Regions from separate parts of the Rattus norvegicus genome. Here region 2 is linked to region 1. Evidence: chromatin contacts called from public Hi-C data. All regions are on one chromosome and are shown on one strand. Each heading gives the region's core, a stretch centred on a gene start, on an enhancer-like site or on the middle of the called end of the contact. The rest is flanking DNA. Distances are from core to core; before and after follow the strand shown. Region 1 holds the start of Zfp330 (zinc finger protein 330). Region 2 holds the start of Usp38 (ubiquitin specific peptidase 38).

What was found. Hi-C and Micro-C count contacts between places; a contact is called where the count stands out from the background.
Region 2: a Hi-C map of Schwann cells shows a contact between it and region 1, with 5 times the contacts expected there. The contact joins the promoter of Usp38 here to the promoter of Zfp330 in region 1.

The regions. Positions count from the first base shown.
Region 1 is chr19:42,213,797-42,220,902 of GRCr8, reverse strand. It overlaps Zfp330 (zinc finger protein 330), which reads right to left and starts at 2,690. Exons shown (of 10, transcript NM_001108443.1): 1 at 2,351-2,690; 2 at 1,178-1,309. The coding sequence starts at 1,297.
Region 2 is chr19:43,906,110-43,913,215 of GRCr8, reverse strand. Usp38 (ubiquitin specific peptidase 38) reads right to left here and starts at 2,742. Exons shown (of 10, transcript NM_001107418.2): 1 at 1,547-2,742; 2 at 17-152. The coding sequence starts at 2,228.

The DNA of each region.
Region 1 (7,106 bases), core at 1,441-3,940:
AATTAAAACCATCCTATTTGCCTATATTGAGTGGATGCTAGAAATAAACGGCATGAAACAGTGAAGCTCGTAAACTATCCACATTAGAGGGGGCTTCTGAAGCTCTCTAGTCAGGTCTACACTAGAGTCAAGCCACCATTGGTCAGCCTTTCGCCAGTATGTTCCGGTCTCTTCTCCCTATGCCTCTACTCCTTCCCCTTTACTGAAATACGAAGATCTACTCCATGGCATGCACTTATGTACGCCAGTCACGGTCCTGTCTGTGAGCACTCCTCTTTTCTCAAAAGAACCTGACAGTTCCCACTGTCACATTTATACCATGGAATCTGACAGAGTACACCATAAATCAGTCCCGGGACAAAAAAAGGACACAAGCCCATCCTATGAGAACTCTTTCCCTCTGTGACCTTCACAATATGAGACATGATCTAAGCACACTACCTGAAACCAAGGAGCTAAACAAAGCATGGCAACCCTCAAAGGCAGGAGCAAAGAGAACGAAGGCAGAGACTGTCCCAAGGCCTAGCTGTCCCGTCTTTCATCCCTCCTTCTTCCACTACGTGGAGGTACTTTCTCCTAAGGTGAAATGTGTTTCTGTCATTCATAAACCAATGGGTCCTACAACCCTAGGGAATCCTATAAACATATAAAAGAGGCTCACCATTACCAGAGTCGATACAGAGCACATCTTCCCCTGAATAATAAGCACTTGCTAAACTAAGTCATGTGGATGAAGTATTTAAAAACAATCTTCCTCGAGACCAGCCTGCTTACCATAGACAAATTAAATTAGTTAAGAACCTGGGACACATCTAGAAGTCAGGGCACTCAGCAGGAGAAATCAATGAACGGAGACTGGCTAAGAGAACATGACCAACACTGAACTAAAGAACATATTGAAAAAACTGCCCCCCCCCCCCGTTCCTGCTACCCATTTGCCTTCAATATCTACTGTCACCAGCAGTATACAAGGTGACACTCCAGGCTCGACAAGTAATACATACTCTAACCAAAAAAGGTTACTCAGTAAAGATGCTGACTACACCTCTAACAGGTTTTTCCTGTGGTGAACACGTGAGCACACTGTAGCTGATCATTCTTTTCAGATAGATCTTATACATGGTACTATGTAGTCCTTCTAGTCAACCAAACAGCCCTTGTTTTAAAAGCCTCTCACCATTGAAGCATTGCACGGGTGCTTGGCTAGGTCAACGGTACTTCTTGATGCTCTGAGTTGTTTCTCTCGTTCGCGGCGGTTTTCTGCCTTCTTCCTTGCTCCAGTCTTCTTTTTCGGCATGTTCCCTTCTTTCTAAACAGGAAAACCGAACAGCCATAACTGCTGGGTTCAGTTACACAGTGTTTAGACTTTCCTTAAGTATTAAATCAACCTTTTAACTTTAAATGCACCGAATCACGTCTGAAGCCTTTAGCAACATTACACACGGATTATTCCAGCTGTAGGCTTCTAAACTAAGGCCCTCCCTGCGCTTCAAACAACTCTCAAACTGCATCAGCATCAAGGACCTCATTCTAACTGCCTGAGTAAATGTTTTTTCACCCTATTCTTCTCTTCATTCAAAAAACCGATGTGTGCACCATTATTAAGAAATGACTAAAATACTCGTTTTGTGCCAAGTTGAAATACCCATGTTGAGCTACAGTCACATCTCTAATGCTGTCCACACATAGTATTATATAGTACACTCTCACCTACATGCGGTTTACACAAATATCCAGCAAGCCAAGGGCTGACTGCAAGGTAAACCCATTTTCTCTGAGGAGACTAAGGAACTACAGTCGCTTTCGCTGCCTGTCCCTCATGCCTGGAAGCAACAGTTTTAACAAGTCAGAAGCTTAGGAGTCTGTTTTCCACACAGACATCAATCCTTACAAAACTGGTTTTCAGCACTCAGAAAACCTACAATACTGACAACCAGGCTTCTGTTTTCTCACTCTAATGCCCAATCCTTTCGGGCAGGGAAGTCTTCAGAGCTAATTAGTGGTTAATCTTCGTGGCCAAGCCACGGGGCCGTCAGTCAGTATTTAAAATTGAAGTCTGGAGCGTGTGGCTGAGTGACCAAGGGTGACCGTGGATGCATACTCTACCCACTAAGACATCTCAGAGTGATTCTATTTCTCGAATCTGTTTATGCCAACGACGAGAGGTTTCTTTCAGCTCAAGCTAGAATGCTAATGACAGCAGAGCGACACTGGGTTCCAGGCTCTGGGAGGCCTGGAGGGGGGTGGCGCGGGGAGATCCACGCGGCTCGCAACCCGCCAGCCGCCCGCGAGCCCCTCACGCCTTCCCGGCCCACTCAGTCACGCAACCTCGCGGGGACACGCCGCTCACCTCAGTGGCCGAGGACGCAGAGGCGAGGCCAAGCCGCGGGCCGGAATGGCAGACACAGCCCGTTTCCAACAGTGGGCGAGAGACCGGATATCCTGCAACGTCAGAGCACCAAGGTTGCACACGTAACCGGAAGAGTCCAGCGCGTCCCGCCCAGTTCTGCTTGCTCCGCCCCGACCTCGCCCCCTTCCGGAGGAGGGGGAGAGCTCGCCTTCCCGGAAGTGGACTTGCTAGGAAGAGAAGAAGCGCCAGCGTTGCGAGTAGCGGTCAGAGAGCCTCAGGATCTCAAGGCCTCTGCTATCTCATTCTAATTTTATTATTTTACTCAGAGAATTGAAAAGTCCAAAAGGAAAGGAGAGACGAACCCACAAAAAATTTTAAGAGGGAAAAATTACTAGCACTTTTTGCCTGATTCTTCTGAAATCCTTTTCCTTTCTCTGAACCTGACAAGCCTCACATCTCACACTTTTATTTTTCTTTGTTGTTTTCTGAGACATAATGAATGCAAGTCCGGCCTTGAAGCCACGACTCCCCTGCCTCTGTCTCTCTGCTAGGATTATAGGCATGCACATGAGAGACCACAGTTTCCCACGCCACCCCCCCCCCGCCCTTTTTGTTTTAATCTCACAACACTAATGTTCTGAGTTCTGAGGGGTCTTTTGCTTGCTCTTTGCTGTGTGCATTCTGTTCCTTTGTGAGCAAAGCTTCCCACGTTCTCTGCTTCTGCTCTGAGGCTGAGATCTGACTATACTTTCCCACAAGACTGTTTGCTTTAAATAACACTGGAGGTAAATGTTCCACTCTCACTCCCCACTTACCTTTGGGTAGAAAGTCCTTGACATTACTCCGGGTGCCGCACGCGATTATCTCTTACTGCCTGTCACCTTCTATATTTTGAGTGGAGCTGTTTTAGACTCACCCGTATTTTTGCCCTTACCTTTTAAATCCAATAGAAAACGTCTCATTTTAGTCTCTTGATTTTTTTCATCCCCATCTGCTATCACCTTTGCTACACTCCAGGAATCCACTCTCATAACCACACCTCGAACCTTATCTCAAAGAGAGCCGTTTTGTCAACGAAATCGGAACTCCAATGTCTTAGCTTACTGGGCTCCTAACCTGTCCTCTCCTGTGTTCTCTTGTTTAGTCATCTTTTTCAATTTTCCCCCCAAGTTCCACTTAATCCCATCCCACACAGTCCCATCTCACCAGTCACAATTCATCACATTTTTTTCCTACTCCTGATAATTAAATGATGTACCTGTCCTTATATTGATATTTGGGGTGGGGTGCTGATACACTGTGTCACTGAACTCAAGCCTCTCGGGATTCTCCTTCTGTCCTATATTTCCCTAATCTCTCATTCCCATTTACAACACTATCTAATCAAAACATCTTGCTTTCTTCAAGCTTCCTCCACTTGTATTAGTTTCAACAGACATCACCACCTCCTCTTTGTATAAAATGAGGGCATGACTACTCCAAGGCTCCGGTAAGGAGAGGATTTCATTATAGAAGTGAGGGAGAGTACTGCCAGAGGCATCTGAAGAGTCCAGAGCAGGGAGAGAAAGTTGTAAACCAAGCATGGTGAGCAGACTGAACCAGCCGTGAGAGGAGAGAGGGAGAGAGGGAGAGAGAGAGAGAGGGAGAGAGGGGGAGAGAAAGGAAAAAGAACAAAGAGGAGAGAGAGCCAAGAGAGGACCAGGAGATCAAAGGAGCCAGGAGAGCTCACAGAAAAAATGTCAGCATTCTATCAGAATAAAATGCTGAGGGAAGGGAAGTCCACGAGCTAGATGAGTTTAGGGGAGGGGCTGAGGTGAGATGAGCAGGCAGTCATGTGCTATTAGCTAGTAGGGGCCACACCTCACCTTCTGCCCTCAGTCTTTTTGAGACCTGATACTCTTTCACAAACACAAAATGTTAACAGAGCTAATATGGATCATGGGCTTCCTCCTTGCATTTTAGGCACTTTGCCTGTGTCCTCAACAATGCCACACACAAGGAAACAAGGAGATAGGCTGCAGCTTGGTCCACAATTCTGTAGCTTGAGTATTTGTATTCTCTTGGGCTTGGAACAAAGTTCAGTTGAACGTTTGCCTGGCATCAGAAGGACTATTGATACTGTAAAATGGACTTAAAGTCTTAAATGATTCATTAAAACAACACTAGTAAACCTATTCCATATAAATTTAAATAATATTCACAAGCAAAACTGATAATTCTTTTCTATATGATAAGTGAAGGAACCCTGACCCAGCACTGTAATATAACATGATCTTCCCGATCACGTGCTTTCAAGGTCCGTGTGCTCCCTTGCAGCCTTCGCCACCACAATGACTCCTCCTCCTTCACCATAGTCTTATTGTGTGGCCCACACTCCTGCCTCAGCTTCATAAGGGCTGGGATTACAGATGTGGACCAACCACATTTGGCTTTTCTTCCTTGTTCTTTTGTTTGTTTTATAGTTGTACAAACTGAGCAGTATCCTCACATACTGCCCATCCACTCTGCGGGTAGGAACACCATCCTCTAGCATCTGCCTCCTCAGCTTTCTTCAGATCATCGGTCTTACTACTGCCCACATAGTCCTTGCCATTCGTTATGATATTTGTGCCAACGTATGTTCTAACTTAACCTTAGCCACATGCCTAGTGTTTAGATGGAGCTGGGGGCAGACTCTAAGGAGGCATCCGTGCGGGTTCCAAATAACAGAGAAGATTAGGCATTAACTGTGGGAGACATGAAGATCTTTGTGCCCGTGGATGGGCACTGGAAACCTGTGCTCATGACTAGGCACTGGAGGAACCTGGAAGGTAAGCTTACCGGGTTGTTCTTTCAAGGGAAGGAACACAATACCTGTTATCTACCCTGAAGGCTTCGGTGGACTGCTTTCCTGCCTGGTGACCTTTGTGCTAGCTGTGTGGCCTGCCGCAGACCACCCAGGGGAGTGTGTCAGCAGAGGGACCAGGGCTTAGATTTCAGGTAGAGACGGGATTCGGTGGGACAGACAGACACAAACTCGAGGTGTGTGCCGCTGCAAAAAGTTTTACTTCCTGGCACAGATTTAAGCAGTTAGAACAGGTACATCATAACTGGCAGTCATCCAGCTCTTCTTCATCACCTCACCAATGTCCCTTGCAAGGAGGAAAGCTGAATGTACAGTCCAGGAAACAATTCTCAGCCACAGACAATAGTTTAGAAAACTGCAGTTGTACTGCCAGACTTGTGGGCACCAGGTATGCATTCAGCATTTACCTTTGTTTTAATAAAGTTTAAACTCTATCTTTATGGCCCCTCAGAATAATAAGGAAACTTTTGTAACCATTCTATAATTTCTTTCATTTCTTGCTCAATGTTAGTTTCTCTTTTCCTTCGAGTTAACTCTTGATAAGTTCGCTCAACTTGTTAGAACTTATCCATGGTCTTTCTAAAAGAGTCACTACTATTCTGAATCATGCTAAACAAAACTTTCCCAAAAGGGGGAAAAGACTTTTCTGGAACAGCCATGTTGTTAGTAACTGCAATTAATTTCTCTCCTATTTGCTGGGAGCTAATGGGTACAGCAGTTGAGTTCATCGCAGCCGTTGAGTTCATCAGGATCAGGATGGTGTGAGACGTTTCCGTCTCTGAACTTTCAGTTCCTGAGACATCTAAAGGTACATGACCATCTTCCCACACTGCTGTATTCTTAAAATCACATATTCTTGACTTAAAGGCTTAAAGTTGCTAAGATCACCAAGGCTAGAACACAGAAGGCACCTCCACCGCAAGCATAGACCCCAGTCATCATCTTTTTGTAGGGAGACGGCCAGGACCTCCAGGAGGGAAGCCATTCCAGGCACATGCCTCTGTCTGGATAGAAACGAAGCACAAGAGCTTCTTGTCATAGAGACTCTACTGGAGTGGGTGTGGCAGTGGCCAGAGACTTTTCAAGTGCCAGATTCTTTCAGACACAGACACACACACACACACACACACACACACACACACACACACACACACACACACACACATATATATATATATATAGGCTTTTCTCGGCCAATCAAAAACCTGCTATTGCCAGTCAATCTATAGAACCTATCGTTGTGGACTTTACTTTCATGTAGCCACACCTGTTGTGGATTGCCTTGGTGCTGTTTGTGTTTTGATGGTAATTCTGCTTCCTCAAGAGGGGCTGCCCAGGTGAGGAGTGGATCACATACTCAGGTGCTGTCACATGAACCTTCTCCCCATTTTAACTGGTCAATAAAGATGGCAGAAGCTAATCACTGGGTAAAGGATAAGGTGGGATTTCCCGGTCCCAGGAGGAAGAGGAAGAGAGAGAGGGGGAGAGGGATTCAAACCAGGCCTTGGAGCTGATAGGAAGGGACGGCATGTAGGTCTCAGGGACGGATACTTTGTAATCTCGGCTGAGGCTAAGGAGGATGGAGCAGGATATTCTTCCCCCAGCAGCTGTTTTATCTGGCTGGTTAAAATACTAAGGCTGTCTGGTTGTTTTCCATCCCCAGAGACTCTGGTGGGCAGGAGGCAGGGCTCACCTGCAGACCAGTCATTAGAGGTTTGGCGAAGCTCGCCATGGGAGCTGGGTGAGGTGGCTGTTGCCGGCACTGGGCAAGGAGCAATCGTGCATTTTAAAACTACTCACTACACAGGTCTGGTCTGTATTTAGCTCACTTTGTTCCTCAAGGACATTTGGGATGCTTTGTTGTGGATGAGGGATTGAGTTAATCATTACCAGATAATCACCAAATTGTTC
Region 2 (7,106 bases), core at 1,493-3,992, 1.7 Mb before region 1:
TATGAAGGACCGGTACCTGCAGAGAGCTCGGGTCATGCTTGCATCCTTCACGTTTGGGTCGGTGGTCAGGCTCCTGATGAGGACCGTGATCATCTGCAGAGGAATATGCTGCACCAGGCTTGCCAAGGCCACCGAGGGCTCAAAGGACGCATCTAGTTGTTAGTTAAAGAGACAAATACGGCATGGAGGTTCAAAGTGAGGTACTAGTTCAGGGAGAAAACACACACACACACACACACACACACACACACACACACACACACACACGTTATGTCATACATCATGGGTAGACGCTAAATTGAGTTAAACCATAGAAATGAGAGGCTGAGAGGAAACAGCAATACCCACTCAGTCCACAGCCACATCACTAAGAAGAACACTATTGTTTTTTCAATAAGTTAATTTGTTGTTAATAGTACATTTTTGGGTTTGATAATGCTTTGGAAGGCAGTAATCGGGGATGGGGGTGAGAAAGAACCAACTAGGCAAATCTTCTAATTTCCATGTCAGAGGCTCATATTGTCGTTGCACTACTGTGATAGTAGAAATTAAGGTGAGGGGGGCTGGCTTTGCTTATATAAAATGTAAGGCATCCAGATGGTCTGCTTCAGTACGACAGTGAAAGACCTGGAGAAACCTCCAAAAGCTATGACGACTACAAGTACAATTACAGGAATGGGAAGCTAATGCACCTGGTATTTATTAAACACATTATTAGACTATGTGAGCTTTTAAAGCTCAACCCTCATTTCTGGCTAAGGTAAAACAAGGGCAGGTCCACAAAGTTCAGTCTGAATCTGGTTGTGAACCTATTGTTTCACAACGGACAGATTTTAAAGCACCTTCAGGGACAGACACGGACAAAACTCTAGGTGAGAGGTTTTCTAAGTAGAATCCTTTGCCCTTTCCCTAGTTTTTGAGGATGAAGTTCATGATAAAGACAAGGCAGACTGCTATCTAAGCTGTTACACTTGTCTTCACGCTCCCTGGATCTCCTGCCTTCTGTGGAGTGCAATGATATTTTAAAACCACTACATGGTAAACTGGGACAATCTTATAATAGATTGTGCGCAATTCATGAATTTTTAAAAAATGAGAACACTGGAAAACAGGAAAAAACAAAACAAAACCAACCCTTCAATAAGATGATAGGTTACACATAGGAACAATAACGCCCTGAGGCGAGCATCATAGATGACCATTAATCAGTAATGACTAGAAGCTTCTCATCCTGGCTGTCTGCCCATAAGAATTCCAAAACTGGAACAGAGGTGGTGTAATTAAATGACTTGTTCAGTGACAAAGGTCTTTGGACTCAACATTTTTGCTCCAGCATACCATTCTGAACAAGGCAGTGAAGTGGAGTAAAATTTTGGATGAGAATTATTTAGATTTGCTATCCATCAAGAATGTCTCTTACTGGAGGATTTACTTCAATACAATATGCCTGCCGCCCCCATGAGAATGTTTCCGGGAAGTGCACTGTGTTTATGAGACACACATGTTGAATTTCCAAGACATACTTCCCTGAAATAATGACCCTTACCTGTGGAAGAGATGCTTGCAAAAACTTCTTGCAGAGAAGGTAGCAGCGTGGAGGGCTCAGCCTTCCAAATATTCTGTAGTAAGTTACTCACTTTTGTTACCTGGGAGACATACTCCCGGAGCTCCTTCTCCTGGGTGGACACACACTGGAAGTGACCTATCGTCCGAACCAGCTGTTGACAGAAGGTAATGGACAGTTTCCCTTTGGGGACGCACTGCACGAAATCCGTCAGGAGGTCGCTCAGCCTGGCACAGAGTAGTGGCTCCGGCCTCTCGCAAACCATTCGTAAGACCTCCACCTGTAACAGGCTGAAGAGGTCCAGCACCGACGGGCAGCTCATAATCAGCTTCAGGCCGTTGTGAATGTAGTCCAGGATGGCTACGTCCTTCCTGTCCAGTGAGTGGTAGCCCTGCTGAAGGAGGCCCAACACGAAAGTCTTGTTGAAGAAGGACTCGAACTCCGGCCGGTGGTACCGCGCGTAGGCCTCCAGCACCTGGTGGCCCACTTGTCGCTGGAAGGGGTCCTGGCCCTCCAGGATGAGGCGGGTCGTCAGGTCAAACATGGCCTCGCACTGCGCCTCGTCGAGCCAATGCTCCGCGGATTCCACCACCTTCCGCACAATCATCCGCTTGAGGGGCAGCGGGTGCGAGGAACTCACCAGACCCTCCAGAATCTTGTCCATCGTCGCCACTCTGCAAGGCCAGGCCCAGGGGATAAGGAGCTGGCGGCGGCAGCCCGGGGGGACACCAAGGAGCCGCGGTGGGGGTGAACTTGAAGCCAAGCAGCAGCAGGTCTGGCCACCGCCACCGCTGCCTCAGCAGCCACATTTATCGAGTGGGAAGGCCCATCCGAGCTGGGACGGGAGCGGGCGATTCTGGGGCGCCGAAAGGCTGTCAGTCCCCGCGGTCCGCCTAAGGAGCCGGAGGTCCGCACACGGCTGCCTCGCTGGGCCCGCGACCCCTCTCAGCATTCGGGCACAGGGACCCTCCAGGCCTCCAGGCTGAGCTGGAAGGTGAGGAGCGCCTTCGCGTCCCGGGGTTGTGAGGCGTCCAGACGTCCGCGGGTGGGCAGTAAAAAGCCGCCCTCGGTTGAGTCAGGAGGCGCTGTCAACCAGAGTACCTCGATCTGCCAAGGAGAGGAGCTGGAAGCGCCGAACACCCTTAACCCGGAAGCAGAAATACCGGCAAATAGGAAGTGAAGTTCCGAGGCACAGCAGATAGGTCCGCCCTCGCCCCGCCCACTTTCTTCCGGTCCTTTCTCGTCTACATTCGACACATTTCCTGCGGGCCCCGCCCCTCCCCCTCTTCTCCATCTAGCTCCTCCCCCCGACAGGCCGCGGTCCCTTCCCTGGCGCGCAGGCGCAGAGGCACTGAGTGAGTCACGCGGCCACTCTCGCGTCACTGGCGACGATGAGGAACGTCACTGGCGGACTTCCGGAGGAGCTGTTCTGGGAATCTGGAGGGCATGTCTGTACTGTGAGGGTCTGGTCACTCGACGCACATGGATCCCGTCGGTGTTGCTCCTTAGAGACCCAGAGGTCGCTCAGCACGACAGAATGGAGAGACTATATTAAGCGACTGCCTGAGGAGAAACTCTTCTCACAGGGCAGCCCGAATAACGCATTTCACAGGGAGCTTTAAAAGGCAAAGAACACGGAAACACTATTTCCTACTTTGCTGTTGGCACGGGGAATAAAGTAAGCAGGTAGCTTAATAGAAGCCCCGAACCTGCAGCTAGGGAGGCATTTCCCCGAGTTTCTAGGACAGGGTTGGAGTACAGGACTTTTCACTTTCATCAGGGGATGATGGTGTTAGTTTGAGAGTAAGCCGAAGATGGCTCCTGCTGAGACAAAATGGAGGAGCCCTTTTACTCTGTCGTAGTCTGGATCACGTTCCTTATGAAGAAAATTCGAGGAAGTGCTATATTAATTGTTTAAAATCTTGAGTCTGAGAAAGTTCTGCAAACTCGGGAGCACTGCTTGAGGAAGTGAGAAAAGTATAAGAAAAAAACATGCTTTGGGGGAAATTTTTTAGAAGACATACTGCCTTAAGTGGCTGTGTTTTTCCTATGAGACGATTGCTAATGTAAGGAGTGCTGGTAGCTCATGCGTTTAGTGATGATTTGAAACAAGGTTGTAAAAATAGTGAGCCTTTTTAGTCAGTGTTCAGTGTATAAGCTGTGCCTCAAGTAGGCCGGAGCGCAAACCTGAGACTGAAGGCATGTGTGTGTGCTTGTATAAAAGAGAACTTTGAAAAGAAAACTTTTGAAGATACCATAAAGCTTATATTAAAGATCTTTTAGAGCAGGGAAGGACAAATGGGGGTCATCACACGTGTACCCTTTCAAGTTAAGTCCCAAGGATTCAGATGGATTTTAAACTCCAGGTCTTTGTAAGTGACCTAGTCTTAAAAGTACCTGACAAGGCCCGGCCCTTGGTACCCTTAGTACTGAAACACAAACCTTAATCATAGACTATTATTTTGGAAAATGTTGCCTAATTATATTTTCCTTCAGTCTTGTTTAATATAGTTGTGAAATCATTGTGAAACATTGCTAGTTATCATTGTATACCTTATAAGTGTCCAATAGGGGGAAAAAAGGTTTTTCTTGCCACAGACATGATTACGTCAATATTTTTAACATACCCATTTTCATAGTATTAAAAGTAGCAGTGGAGAGGAGATAGGAGCTGGGTGAAGAGAAATTGGAGACTGATTTGTAGGAAGAGAGTAAAGAGTTTGAATCTAGACCTAGGAATGGCTTTCAGCCCCTACCCCCACCCCCCCAATCCCTTTTCAGGTAGGTAGAACATAAAGCTACAAGGAATATTGGCTTGGCTATCCTGCTACATTTGAAAACAAGTAACAGTAATATTTCCAGAAGAACCAGGATTGTGCTTATGTTGCTTTTGTCTTTGCTGCTCCCGGAAAGGCTTATTTGAATATACCATGACTTACTGATTCCTTCTGCCTTCCATCTCCTAAGTGCTGGGCTCACCTGCCTTTGCCACTATATAGCTCACTGCATGAAGAACTTAAGTAGAGATCATTCCACTTCTAGGCACATACCTCAAAGAGTTAGAAACAACTACATTAATGTTCACAGCATTGTTTTTTAAGATGGCCTAAAGGTGGAACAGATGAGTGGTTAAGTAAAATGTGATACAAGCATACAAAGGGACATTATTCAGCCTTAAAAGAATGAAGTTTTGATACCTGAATGAAATCTGAACACACTAACTCAAATGAAAGAAGCCACCCAGAAAACAATGAATACTGTGATTCCCTATTTGTGCAGTAACTAGAAAAGTTAATGGAAACAGTAAAATAGAGGTTGCAACAAGTGTAGGGAAGAGAGAAGGGGATTATTTAGAGGGTGTACAACTTCTGTTTGGGAAGATGAACAGTTCTGGAAAGGAACAGCAGTAATGGTTGCATGCTAATATGAAAGCAGTTTGCCACTGAGCTTAATACTTTAAAGTATGGCTGCAGATCAGTTGGCAGAGTGCTTTCTCGCCTAGCCTGTGTTGAGCCCTGTGCCTCAGTACTGGGTAAACTGAGTATGGTAGTGTGTGCCTATAACACCAATGTTCAGGAGATAGAATAGCTGTGATGGTTTGTATATGCTAGGCCCAGGGAGTGGCACTATTAGAAGGTGTGGCCCTGTTGGAGTAGGTGTGTCACTGTGGGCATGGACTTTAAGACCCTCATCCTAGCTACCTGAAAGTGAGTATTTTGCTAGCAACCTTCAGATAAACATGTAGAATGCTCAATTCCTGCACCATGCCTGCCTGAATGTTGCCAAGTTCCCGCCTTGATGATAGTGGACTGAACCTCTGGAACCGTAAGCCAGTCCCAATTAAATGTTGTCCTTTTAAGAGTTGTCTTGGTCATGGTGTCTGTTCACAGCAGTAAAACCCTGAGACAGAAGTTGGTACCAGGTACTGGGGTACTGCTGTGATAGGCCTGACCATGCTTTTGTTTGGAAGAATGTGGATTTTGGGACTTTGGATTTGGAAAGCAGTAGAATGCTTTAAGTGGGGCTTAGTGGGCCATCCTAGTAGGAATATGGAAGACTTTGTTGCTGAGAATAATTTGAATTGTGTGGACCTAGCCCAAGAGGTTTCAGTGAAGAATTTCAATATATGGCCTAGGGACTATTTTTGTAGTATTTTGGTGATGAACATGGCTATTTTTGTCCTTGTCTGAAGAGTCTGCCTGAGGCTAAGGTGAGGAGACTGAGATTAATAGCATTGACAAAGGAAGTCTCAAAGATGCCCAGCATCGACTTTGTCCTCTGGTTAAGTCTCATGAAAAGCATTTTGAACAAGTGTAGCAAGCTTAAAAAGGAAGAAAATAAAATATGTGGTTTGAATATTAAAGGGGCACCAGGAAGTGAAATGGAGCTGAATCCTGTGTTCTTGGAGATAGCGGATTAAGGAATGGAACATTGGGGCAAGATCCTACCCAGTTAAATCTAGATCCATGGAGGTACACAACTTTAATTAATTAAAGGCACCTTTAATCCCTGGAGATAAAGCCGAGCAGATCAAGGCCAGCCTGGGACAAAGCAGGTTCTAGGTGAAGAAGAGCTTAAATCCAGGCATAGTGGTACACGCCCTTAGTCCCAGCATTACAGGAGACAGAGCCATGCAGATCTCTGAGTTCAAGGTCAAGCTACAGAACAAGTTCCAGGAAACCCAAGATTAGGCAGAGAGGGAGTTCGAAAACGGAAAACTGGTAATAGAGTAAGGGGCTGGGGGATGTTCCAGCTCCAGCAAGCAGCAGAACTTGGTAGTCAATTAGTCCCTCAGGGCAAATGTCTAGATGACAACCCTGAATGGCTATTACAAGCAGTTTTTATACTTTTTAGGGGCACAGGTTACCTCAGCAAGGTTATAGTTCAAACTTATTTGCTACACATATTAACCTTTAAGTCTATTGGCTAGCAAGCATCAGTCAATACATTCTGAGAATTTTCTACTCAAGAATGTTCCTATGGGTGGAGACTGGAACTTGGTCTAGCCTCCACCCAAGGCGGGAAGCTGGAACCTGGCCTAGCCTTGCCCCGAGGTGGTTGGGTGTAAGGCTGGCGGAGGCCCCTAGGTTCTTTCAGCAGAAGCTGAGAAATGAGTGGTGATTAAGAAGAGCCCAGCATCAGTGAAGTGAAATCTTCTGGAAAGTGTTTTCTGAAAGCACAAAGAAGCTGTGTCCCAAAGATACCAAGGTTGTACCTTGAGCTGCAGCTGTACTTGGTAATGTGTAAGAGTCACCCAGGTGGTACTTGTTTTGAAGGCAATGAAGGGGTCATGAAGTGCAGCTGAGGCTTAGTACTATGCAAGGCCACAAAAGGCCATTGGTGAAGGTGCAGCCTCAGTTGCAGTTGATAGCCCAGGACTGAAGAGGTCATGCAAAGGATTTGAGGCTTGGCACCATGAAGAGAGCCTATGAGAGGCTATTGGTGAAGCCTAGTTGTGGCAGAAGATCCAAGTGTACTGGAGATGCCAGTTAGAGAAGGATCCCAGAAGATCATGTGTGGCTCTCAGACACTGAGACAAGAA